Regions from separate parts of the Mus musculus genome. Here regions 2 and 3 are each linked to region 1. Evidence: chromatin contacts called from public HiChIP or PLAC-seq data. All regions are on one chromosome and are shown on one strand. The core of a region is the stretch at or near the end of the contact, and the rest is flanking DNA. Distances in the headings are between cores, read along the strand shown. Region 1 overlaps Fubp3 (far upstream element (FUSE) binding protein 3). Region 2 holds the start of Ass1 (argininosuccinate synthetase 1). Region 3 holds the start of Exosc2 (exosome component 2).

The links. HiChIP or PLAC-seq counts read pairs in DNA pulled down with a chosen protein or histone mark.
Region 2: a contact with region 1 is called in an H3K27ac HiChIP or PLAC-seq map of embryonic stem cells, with 6 read pairs. The contact joins the promoter of Ass1 here to the enhancer-like site in region 1. A contact is called at or near these places in 6 of 39 promoter capture datasets (the 3T3-L1 cell line, cranial neural crest, embryonic stem cells and 3 more), 18 of 484 Hi-C or Micro-C datasets (Sertoli cells, cerebellum, cerebral cortex and 6 more), 13 of 115 datasets of contacts at active chromatin or transcription factors (a beta-TC-6 cell line, cardiomyocytes, embryonic basal ganglia and 5 more) and 5 of 9 other capture datasets (adipose tissue, embryonic stem cells, embryonic tail and 2 more).
Region 3: an H3K27ac HiChIP or PLAC-seq map of embryonic stem cells shows a contact between it and region 1, with 7 read pairs. The contact joins the promoter of Exosc2 here to the enhancer-like site in region 1. A contact is called at or near these places in 14 of 39 promoter capture datasets (the 3T3-L1 cell line, HPC-7-derived erythroid cells, embryonic stem cells and 7 more), 9 of 484 Hi-C or Micro-C datasets (3T3-L1-derived adipocytes, the NIH/3T3 cell line, cerebellar granule neurons and 5 more), 6 of 115 datasets of contacts at active chromatin or transcription factors (all in embryonic stem cells) and 3 of 9 other capture datasets (adipose tissue, liver and pancreatic islet).

What each region holds. Positions count from the first base shown.
Region 1 is chr2:31,590,525-31,593,534 of GRCm38.p6, forward strand. It overlaps Fubp3 (far upstream element (FUSE) binding protein 3), which reads left to right. Exons shown (of 18, transcript NM_001033389.4): 3 at 1,939-1,972. Among named protein-coding and RNA genes, the nearest start is that of Fubp3, 19 kb to the left of the region's middle. Within about 2 kb of position 1,482, at least 17 of the 459 cell types and tissues checked have an H3K27ac peak or open chromatin away from gene starts, as enhancers often do. A contact at or near this core is called in embryonic stem cells and hippocampal neurons, where this site is marked.
Region 2 is chr2:31,468,794-31,471,803 of GRCm38.p6, forward strand. It overlaps Ass1 (argininosuccinate synthetase 1), which reads left to right and starts at 1,477. Exons shown (of 16, transcript NM_007494.3): 1 at 1,477-1,546.
Region 3 is chr2:31,669,237-31,672,246 of GRCm38.p6, forward strand. It overlaps Exosc2 (exosome component 2), which reads left to right and starts at 1,479. Exons shown (of 9, transcript NM_144886.3): 1 at 1,479-1,625. The coding sequence starts at 1,504.

The DNA.
Region 1 (3,010 bases), core at 232-2,731:
AGATGATTGGAACCACACATGCAGTTCTGTGTTATGCTTGTGTCGAGAGGGGGTAGGGTGGATTTTGGGCTTCTCAGCTTACCTGAGGTTGAGCACTTACTTGGTGGAATCTGGTATTCTCCTTTGGTGCCATGGCCCTTGAAGGCTGTGTATGTGGGAGTAGTGGTGTGTGCAGGTTTGGTTCTAGTGTTTGTGATGCCTCCATGTGTCAGGGAAGCAGTTAGAATAATAGCAGGTGTGAGGCCCACGACATGTACCTTGCCAACAAAAAGGAATTTCAGTTGTGAGCACAGGCTGTCACTGAATGCTGTTTAAACAGAAACCCTGGAATATTCCAGTGAGGCTTACACAGTTCTTTGTCACCAAGTCACCCATTGCTGTGTTCCTGTGGCTTCTGTCATAACTGAAGATCATCAGCCTGCAGTGTCTCTGAGCCTGCTCTGCCATGTAGCTCTCAGGACCTTATTCACGTGCAGTGTTTAGTTCTTCTGTATTCAGTGGACTCTTCACCCTCTAGTAGAGGGATTCTGATGGAAATTGGAAAGCTAAACTTTTGAGGTAGGGCTCTCATTATAGCCCAGGCTGCCCTTGACATCTGTGTATATGTAACTGAGGCTGGCTTTACAGGGGTAGAACAGCTGTGCAGCCCCACAAGCCTCTGCCCTTGCCCCTTTCTTTGGTGTGTTGTTTTGTCCCCCTTAGTGGACAGTTCTTGGGCAAAAGCCTATGATGGGGATTCCTTTCCTAATCTGGAGAGTGTCCAGATTTCATGCGAATGGGAATCCAGCACTGGGTAAGGGCAAAGAAAGTTCTAAGAGTCAATTAAAAAACAACTCTATCTCTGAGATAAGCGACTAACAGTGTCCAGCGTCTGTGCTTTGGCTGCAGACCATCATCTTGCTATTGATCCAGATGGAATATGGTTTTTGTTTTTTGTTTTTTCTTGGATCAATAGCTTCAGTGAACTTAGTAGTTTACTTTTGCTGTATTGTTTCTCCTTTTGGAGTATCAGGGTCTGGATTGCACTCCTTTGTCTCTCTATAGTCCTCCAGTGTTCAGAGGATGGCAGGTAACTGGACAGGACGCAGCAGCTCTTAAGCCTTCACTCTTTCCAGATATTGGTGTGCTTCCCCAGAGACACACTTTTGAATGCTTTTTTAGCATCTTGAAAGGTCCGTTCAGTTCTTTACTATTGGTTTGGGTTTATAATCTCCCTCTGTCTGCTGACTATATTTCTTGAACTGCATTTTCCAGAAGAGAAGCAGCATAGAACCATTTCTGCTGATGGCTGGTGAAGGAGGAGCACATCAATAGCTGAGAGACAGAAACCAGATCAGGGAGTCTGACAGCCGCTCTGGGAATGAGATTGCAGAGTCTGTTCTAATAGTGAGAGGCTGTTGCCACTCAACTCTGTGAAATGGGCTAGAGAAGCTGCTGCAGGAGGGCGGAGCCTGGTCTTCTCTGAATTGTTCTGGGTGGGGTAAGGGATGACAAAACAGGGACATATGTGCATGTTCTTTGTAACTACAGCTGCCTTGGAGCAGTCTTCAACTGTGCTTCCATGGAGGTAAATCTGCTCATTTGGTTTTAAAAGAGCAGGAGCGTCCTGAGTATCTTCGTTGGGTTTGGATGCCGGGCAAGAGGGAGAGAGCAGGATTTAGACAGACAGGCTTCCCTCGTAGGCTCTCAGCATGTGGACATACAGATCAATTTCTTATCCTTCGTTCAGCTGGACACTGGGTTAGAGGCTGTTGAGCAAGATGTCCCCTCCTGTTTCATATCACATAACGCATTCATTTCAGCCACTGAGCCTAAATTACTGTTTGCTTTCTTTCTGCCTCCCTCCCACCCCCTGAACAGTAAGAATGTGGGTAAGGATGGAGTTAGTTTATCCGTGCTAATGCTTTGATTTTTCTTTTCTCTTTCTCTTTGCCACAGTAGGTAACCAGTTAGGGGCCTTGGTACATCAAAGGTAAGCAGTGGGTTATGTTTTATTATTTATTGATCATTTCTAATTGTTTATTGATCCACCATCTGCACTGGAGTGTTAGCAAGTCAGAGGTTGGAAGTGTGGGAAGCCAGGGGCTAGATTTTCTTAAGATCCATGGTTCCTGCAGCCCTCTCCAGAACAGTGCAGGCCAGAGGAACAGACTGATCCGAGGCACTAAACCAGCCCCTGTAGAGCCTCAAGAGACTCTGACAATAGAGGAGTTGCTCTCTTCCACTGTAGATTAGATTTGAAAGGAGGGACGGCATTGTCCTGCTGGTTCTGTGGATCTTCCAGTACTCAGATCTTCAGCCTCTTCACAGGAGAAGAATGCATTCTTGGGTGAACAGAGTGTTGGGGGCTTCGAAAGCAAGATGTGCCTGGGATTGAGGATTTGTTGGGAGAATCTTGGCTAAGTGCCTAGTTTCTTCTCAGCTTCTCTTTTCCCCCATAGCCCTCCATTAAGTTGAGGATTTAGATACAAAGACCCTAGGCTTTAAAAAGGCCCATCTGTAAGATAAGAGTATCTGGTCATAGCATCACCCACAGGAAAGGGGAAAGTGCTCCGGGGACTGTGGTCTTCTCTTCTGCAGAGAATGTTAACTGTCAGTTGATGTCCTTAACCTGTGCTGCAAGTGACATAGCTGCTCCCTCCCTGTTGTACATAAAATGCTGGGTCTGTTAACATCACCAACAGTCAGTTAAGTTGGAAGGTTTAGCCTGAATTTCTTGTTTCATTGTTTTGTTTGTTTAATGAGTTAAAATAACTTATGTGAGGTTGTTAGTATGAAATGCTGATAAGCATTTCCTTTTAAGCTGTAATTAGCATGTAACTTTTCCAGGGTGCCTATTCTTAGTGCCTTAGACCAGTTTCTGCCTTTCTTTCCGAATAGAGCCTTTGAGCTGGGTGTGGTATCATATGACTTTATCCTTGCACTTGGGAGGCATAGATGGAATGTTTGAATCCAAGGCAGCCTAGTCTACATAAGAAGCCCCGGTCCAGCCAGAGGTATATAGAGGAGG
Region 2 (3,010 bases), core at 227-2,726, 120 kb before region 1:
TTTCTGTAGTAGGGGGTAAAGGTTCCCCCTGTTCGTGATTCCTGCCTGAACCAGTTCAGTTCAAACCTGAGTTAGAGCAGAGGCTTTTGGGCTTCGGGGCCCAAATTCTGCTATGCTCTGGGCATGCTGTGTGGCCTTGGGAAAGATGCACCCTCTCTCTGTGCATATATTTCATAAAGGTAAGATGGAAAGCTTCTGGGCCAGCCCTAAGAAGCCGAGTCAGCAAATGGGGACCAATGGCCTCAAAGTGGCTCAAAAGTTGCTGGCATGTTCTTTTCATTGACCTCACTAGTCTCCTGTCTGTGAGGAAGGTCCAGAGCTGGTCCAGTGACGCCCGAAGGTCAGCTGTTCTAGTGTCACTTAGCAGAGAGATGCCTCAGGCTGTCCCCTGGACGTCCGTCCCCACCTGGCTCTCTGGAGTTTCTAACCAGCATGGGCTACGTTTAGCTTGGAGGACAGGGCCAGGAGCACAAAAGAATCCTGCAGCTAAAGTTTGTAAATGTGTCTGGCACCTTCTCCCTCCTAGAAGCCCCCACAGCTGCTGTTTCTGACCTTGAACAAAAATCAGGAGACCGAGTAAGGGGCTTGGCTGGACCCCAGAGGGCACCCAGAGTCTCAGGGCAAGGCAGTAGTAAGGAAAGCTGGGTAAAACATGGGCATGGAGCCGTCTGAGGCTTGGAATCTAGGCCTGCCTGGGGGATATGATCTTGCCGTAATCCTGGGTGTTGAGGTTCACTGGGGCAGGGGCTGTCCTGTGTGTTGCAGGGCTCAGGCCAGGCTGGGAAGCCTCTGGCACGGCTTTCTGGCTCATGTGGGCCACAACCCCCGGGTTCACTTTACAAGCCAGCAGCTTCACCTCTGTGAACCTCAACCTTCCCCATCTTCTGATGGCTCAGCAGACAGCCAGGCTTTGATTCACCATTTACTGGGAGCCCACGGCGATCTGGGCAGGTGCCAGGCCAGGACGTTAAAATGGCATCCCCAGCCATCCTTGGCCAACTCGTTTGCATTTTCTTGTGAACCCTTAGCTCTGGCTTGTGGGCTAGCATCAGGGAAAGCAAGAGCCTCTGAGGGGCAGATGCTTCAGTCTTTAAATCGAGTGGGGCTACACAGCCTCTGAACCTAAGCAATTTGCATCTTCACTCCCGCCTTGCAGCGCTTTCAAGGGTTCTTGCAAGACAGCTGCGATCAGCCTTGCTAGTCACGCGGGTTCCAACCTCTGCCGCCCTCCCAGGCGCCACCAGCGGGTCAGGATCAGGGGACCTAAATTGCAAGAGCCCACGCCCGTGCGCCCCCGGGAGGTGGTGCGGGCGCCAAGGGAAGAGGGAGGGGCCAGCGGGAGAGAGCGCGGGGCCACGCCCACCCGCAGGTGGCCTCGAGCCCTGAGAGGCTCGGAGCGGGGGCCGGGCCCGAGGGCGGGGCCTTTCTCGCGCCCGTCCCCACGTGTCCCAGGTTCCTGCCCCCCCCAGGCCCTGTGCTTATAACCCTGGATGCGCGCCTCTCTCAGCCCTGCTCCGCCGTCTGCCACTGCCGCCTGGGCTCACTGGTAAGAAGTTCCGGGCCCTTCTTGGTCCCCACTCTCTATCCAGGGTCTCATGACCAAGGAATCCCAGAGGGAGCGAGCAGCTGCAGGGGGTGGGCTCAGGGCAGCCCCCGAGTGACCGCGCAGTTAGTGGAAGGAAGGAGGCTGATGTCCGGGGCGCTGTGACGCACACGTTCCTCCTGCCTAGGGAACCCATGTAGGAGAACGGGTCCCAAGGTCTCCGGAGCAGGAGGACTATGGAGGTCCCCCTCTGGTTTTTCACGATCCTCTGTGTGCTGCGAAGGCTCCAAGTAGAGTCCCGGAGAGTCCAGAGGGTTGGGGGCTTCCGAATCCCTCTCCCTGGATCAGATTCGCCGATCTATGTTCAGGCTTGTTTCTCAAAGTAAGCAAAAGGTCCAGCCCCTCTTTGCCCTTAGGGGCTTGGGCGTGTGCCTTTCTCCTGAGTGTGACAGTACCCTGCTCTGGTGGACACGCGAACCCTGCCTACCCGTCCCGGGTCCTTCCTAGGCTGTGACTGGTTTCTCTTCTCCGTAGGGTGCAATGCCAGGCTCAGTCTGGGTGGGGCTTCTAGACAGGTTTCCTGCTAGCTGGCTGGCTCTTTGGGAGGAGCCCCTTCGCAGGAAATGTCTGTTTCTGGCTTGTTAACGGCTTGGGCCCTTCTCTGGAAGGCAGGCTAACCGAGAAATCGAGGGAAATCTTCTCCAGGAGAACTAACCGCGCTCTCAGTATTCCCCTCTGTGAAGTGGGTCTGTCAGGCTGTCTGCAAGTGCAGCTGGCAGGAGCAGACCTGCCCTTTCCCCAGGGGTAGAGTAGGAAAACCCTTCCTTTGATCCCTCGCTTTGCGGCTCCTCCACCTGGCAGGTGACCCCTGACGTCAGCCTCCCAGCTCCAGGGCTGCCAGCCTTGTGCCTGGACTCAGAACTCTTGCTGTCCAAGAGTTCAAGTTCAGTGAGCTGTTTTGAGAACTGTGGCCAGGGTCTGCCCACTTGCTCACTGGGTCTGGGATGAAGACCTGAAAAGACAGGGTCCCGTCCCCCCCCCCCCCCCGCAACCCTCCCCAGCCACCTACTCCCCCACTCCTCCACCCCCTCCCCCGCCCCAGACAAGGCTTTCAGAAGGAAGAAGACAGTGGAGAAACCTAAGAGCTGGGCTGGGCAGAGACTGGAATAGCCTCCATTTCAAACTCCCCCTACCCTCTCCCCCTCCCACCATAAACCAGCCAAGTCTGGGAGCATTGGAAGGGCCTCAGGGCTGCCCAAGGAATTCTGACTTTACCCAGTGCCCATGGAGTCCATAAATGAAGGGCAACTTCTGTCCACTACCCACCTCCTCCACGCACATAGTAGGACAGAACAGCTCTTAGCACCCTTGGTCAAGTGTGCCCCTCACCCCAGCTGCCTGCCTGCTCTGAGCTGAGGAAGTCAGACACTCCAGGAGCCTTGGGGTGGAGCCACGCCCCGGCCCACC
Region 3 (3,010 bases), core at 229-2,728, 79 kb after region 1:
TTTAAGAAAGAACAAGTGAGACACACGTAAAGACAGAATGAGCCAGACGGTTAGATAAGATTGCTAGAGTTAGTTTGAGGCCAAGCAGGAATTTAGAGGCTGAGAGAAAAGACAAATCTAATAAGTGAGCTGGGAAAAGAGTTTGAGACAGAACAACTGAGTTGAATCAGCCAGCCAGAGCTCAGAAAGAACTAGAAAGGGGGAGCTTATTCAGCAGCAATTCAGAGGCTGAAAACATTTTAGGCCTAGATAAGACTGTACAGAGTCTAGAAGCTTCCAGAACTAGACCTAGGTTAGCAAACAAAGACAGTAAACCTCCCAGTCAACAATTACAACAGGAAAATAAAAGTTACATTTATGCCTCCCTACAGACTTGCTTGTCACATGACTGTTTACAACAGTCATCTTTCAGCAGACACATGTCATCACTCAGAAGAGGTCCTTACTAAAGCACATTAGAGCCATAGGGCAGTAGGTGAGGACAGCACCTAAGGGGCTAGAAGACAAGGCCCACGAGGAGCAGTATTCAGAGGGTTCTAGCTTCTCCTCAGATGGTGTTTCCTGTAAATCCCGGTCCTAAATCTATAGTCTACAAAATATTAGATTATAGTGGTTTTGAGTTGGATGCCAAGGTTCATTTCTCAATCTCTAGACTTGCCAACAATAAATAAAATGATGAAATGGAACAGTTTGGGTAAAAACTCATACAGTTTGGTATGGCAGCTTACACCTGTAATCCCAGCTCCTGGGAGGTGGAGGAGGAGGAGTTCAAGGATACCCTGGGTTACACAGCTAGTTTGAGACCAACCTGGATGACATGAGGCACTGTCTTTAAAAAATCCTACACCTGGAATGGAGAGGTGGTTCAGAGGTTGAGAGTACTGGCCACATTTCCAGAGGACTTGGTTTCGTTTCCCAGCACCCACATAATGGCTCACAAACTTCTATAATTCCAGTTACAGGGACTCCAACATCCTCTTTTGTCCTCTTGGGCATCAAACACCACTACCACTACCACTACCACTACCACTACCACTACCACTACCACTACCACTACCACTACCACTACCACTACCACTACCACTACCACTACCACTACCACCACCACCAAACCCACAACCTACACAAACTCACGTAATCGCAGCATTTGGGAGGTGGAGGCATGAACATCTGGACCTCAGCAAGGTTATCCTCAACTATACAGAGTTTGAGGCTAGCCCTACACGGGGTCGTTCCTCTAAAACAAACACAAAACTGACATCCAAACACCAAACCAAACTAATGTCATATTCCCTTACGACATGAGAATTCATCATTCCGCAGGTGCTTTCTTGCCAATAGTAAACATGGCAGCTTGGTGCCCTCACTTCCACGAGTTAACTTAATATTGCCAATACTCAACATGGCTGCCACACTATCCATTCCCATTGGTCGCTTCTCTGAAGGAAGGCGGGAGTTGAGGAGCGGTGTAGAGCTGCGCCTGCGCAAGTCATTGGCGCCAAGATGGCGTTGGAGATGAGGCTCCCTAAAGCTCGCAAACCTCTCAGTGAGAGCTTGGGCCGCGACTCTAAGAAACACTTGGTGGTGCCGGGGGACACGATCACCACGGACACAGGCTTCATGCGGTACGTGAGGATTTGGGGGTCCCAAGGCCTCAGGAGGCGGCTGCAGAGCTCTCTGCACGTGGCCCGCTGTCCCGGAACCCAGGCCTCCTGTCCCGTTGTATCTAAGTCCCCGAGTTACCCGGGACACATCGGAGCATCCATACTAGTTCCCTCCTTTGCGAGCCTCACGCTTCTGACTCCCGGCATCTTGGCTGCACCTTTGTCAGTTCCTGATTCCCTCTTTTGATCTATGGCGTTCGGAACTTTTGGACCCTTATCCTGAAACTCAAGATTCTTGAGCCTTCCTAGGGAGGGAGAACTGGGGAGGGCTGGTTGCAGGGCCCTTCTTACAACCCTCTGAATGGACAGTGGGGTTGGTCATCTCTTTCAGTGTTACCTCAGCGACAAGCCTGACTTGGAAGCAGTAATTTTGGTGGAGCGGGGGTTGAGGCAACATATTGTACCCAACAATACAAATTTAGCACGGAAAGTCACAACATGTGGCAGTTAGGGCTGTCTATGGAGTCGGACATCTGACATTGTTATCCTTAGTTTAGCACCTTGCTAAGGCCGGTATCCTCACCTGGAAGACAGTGGTGACAACAGGAATTGGTAGGTTAGTGAGTATTAACTGAAAAGTGGGGCAGGAGAGCAAAATCCACCATTGTATTACCACCAAAGATAAATCTGCATTAGGTAGCCAGTCTTCCCGATGTCTGTCCGTCCCCCCCCCCCCGTCGTCCCCCCCCCTCACCCCCAACCCTCCAATCTCACTATGTAGCACTGACTGTCCTGGAACTTACTATGTAGACCGCTCTGATTTTGAACTCAAGAGATCCACCTGCTTCTGCCTCCCAAATTCTTTTTTTTTTTTTTTAAGATTTATTTATTTATTATATGTAAGTACACTGTAGCTGTCTTCAGACATACCAGAAGAGGGAGTCAGATCTCATTACGGATGGTTGTGAGCCACCATGTGGTTGCTGGGATTTGAACTCAGGACCTTTGGAAGAGCAGTCGGGTGCTCTTACCTGCTGAGCCATCTCACCAGCCCGCCTCCCAAATTCTTAACTCAAAGGTGTGGCCGTTTGTCCGTTGCACCTAGTTTGTTCTTTCTTCCTCTTTCTTTCTTTTTCTTTCTTCTTTTTTTTTGGTACAAATGAGATTATAGTGTTTATAGTGTTGCCTCTAAGCTTTAAGTTTAAGGTATTAGATGGCAGATATCTTAGGATTCATTCCTTCATAGTTGCAGCATGTGTTCAACATAGCCGGTGTGGTTGGGGTACCAAAGTGAACACCCGTGTCCTGGTGGAGGTTAAGATATAGCAAGGAACAGAAACAGTAAATGCCACAAGAAAATCGTAAATGCAGCGGAAGGGGGAGAACAGGTGTGTAGTTGGGAATGG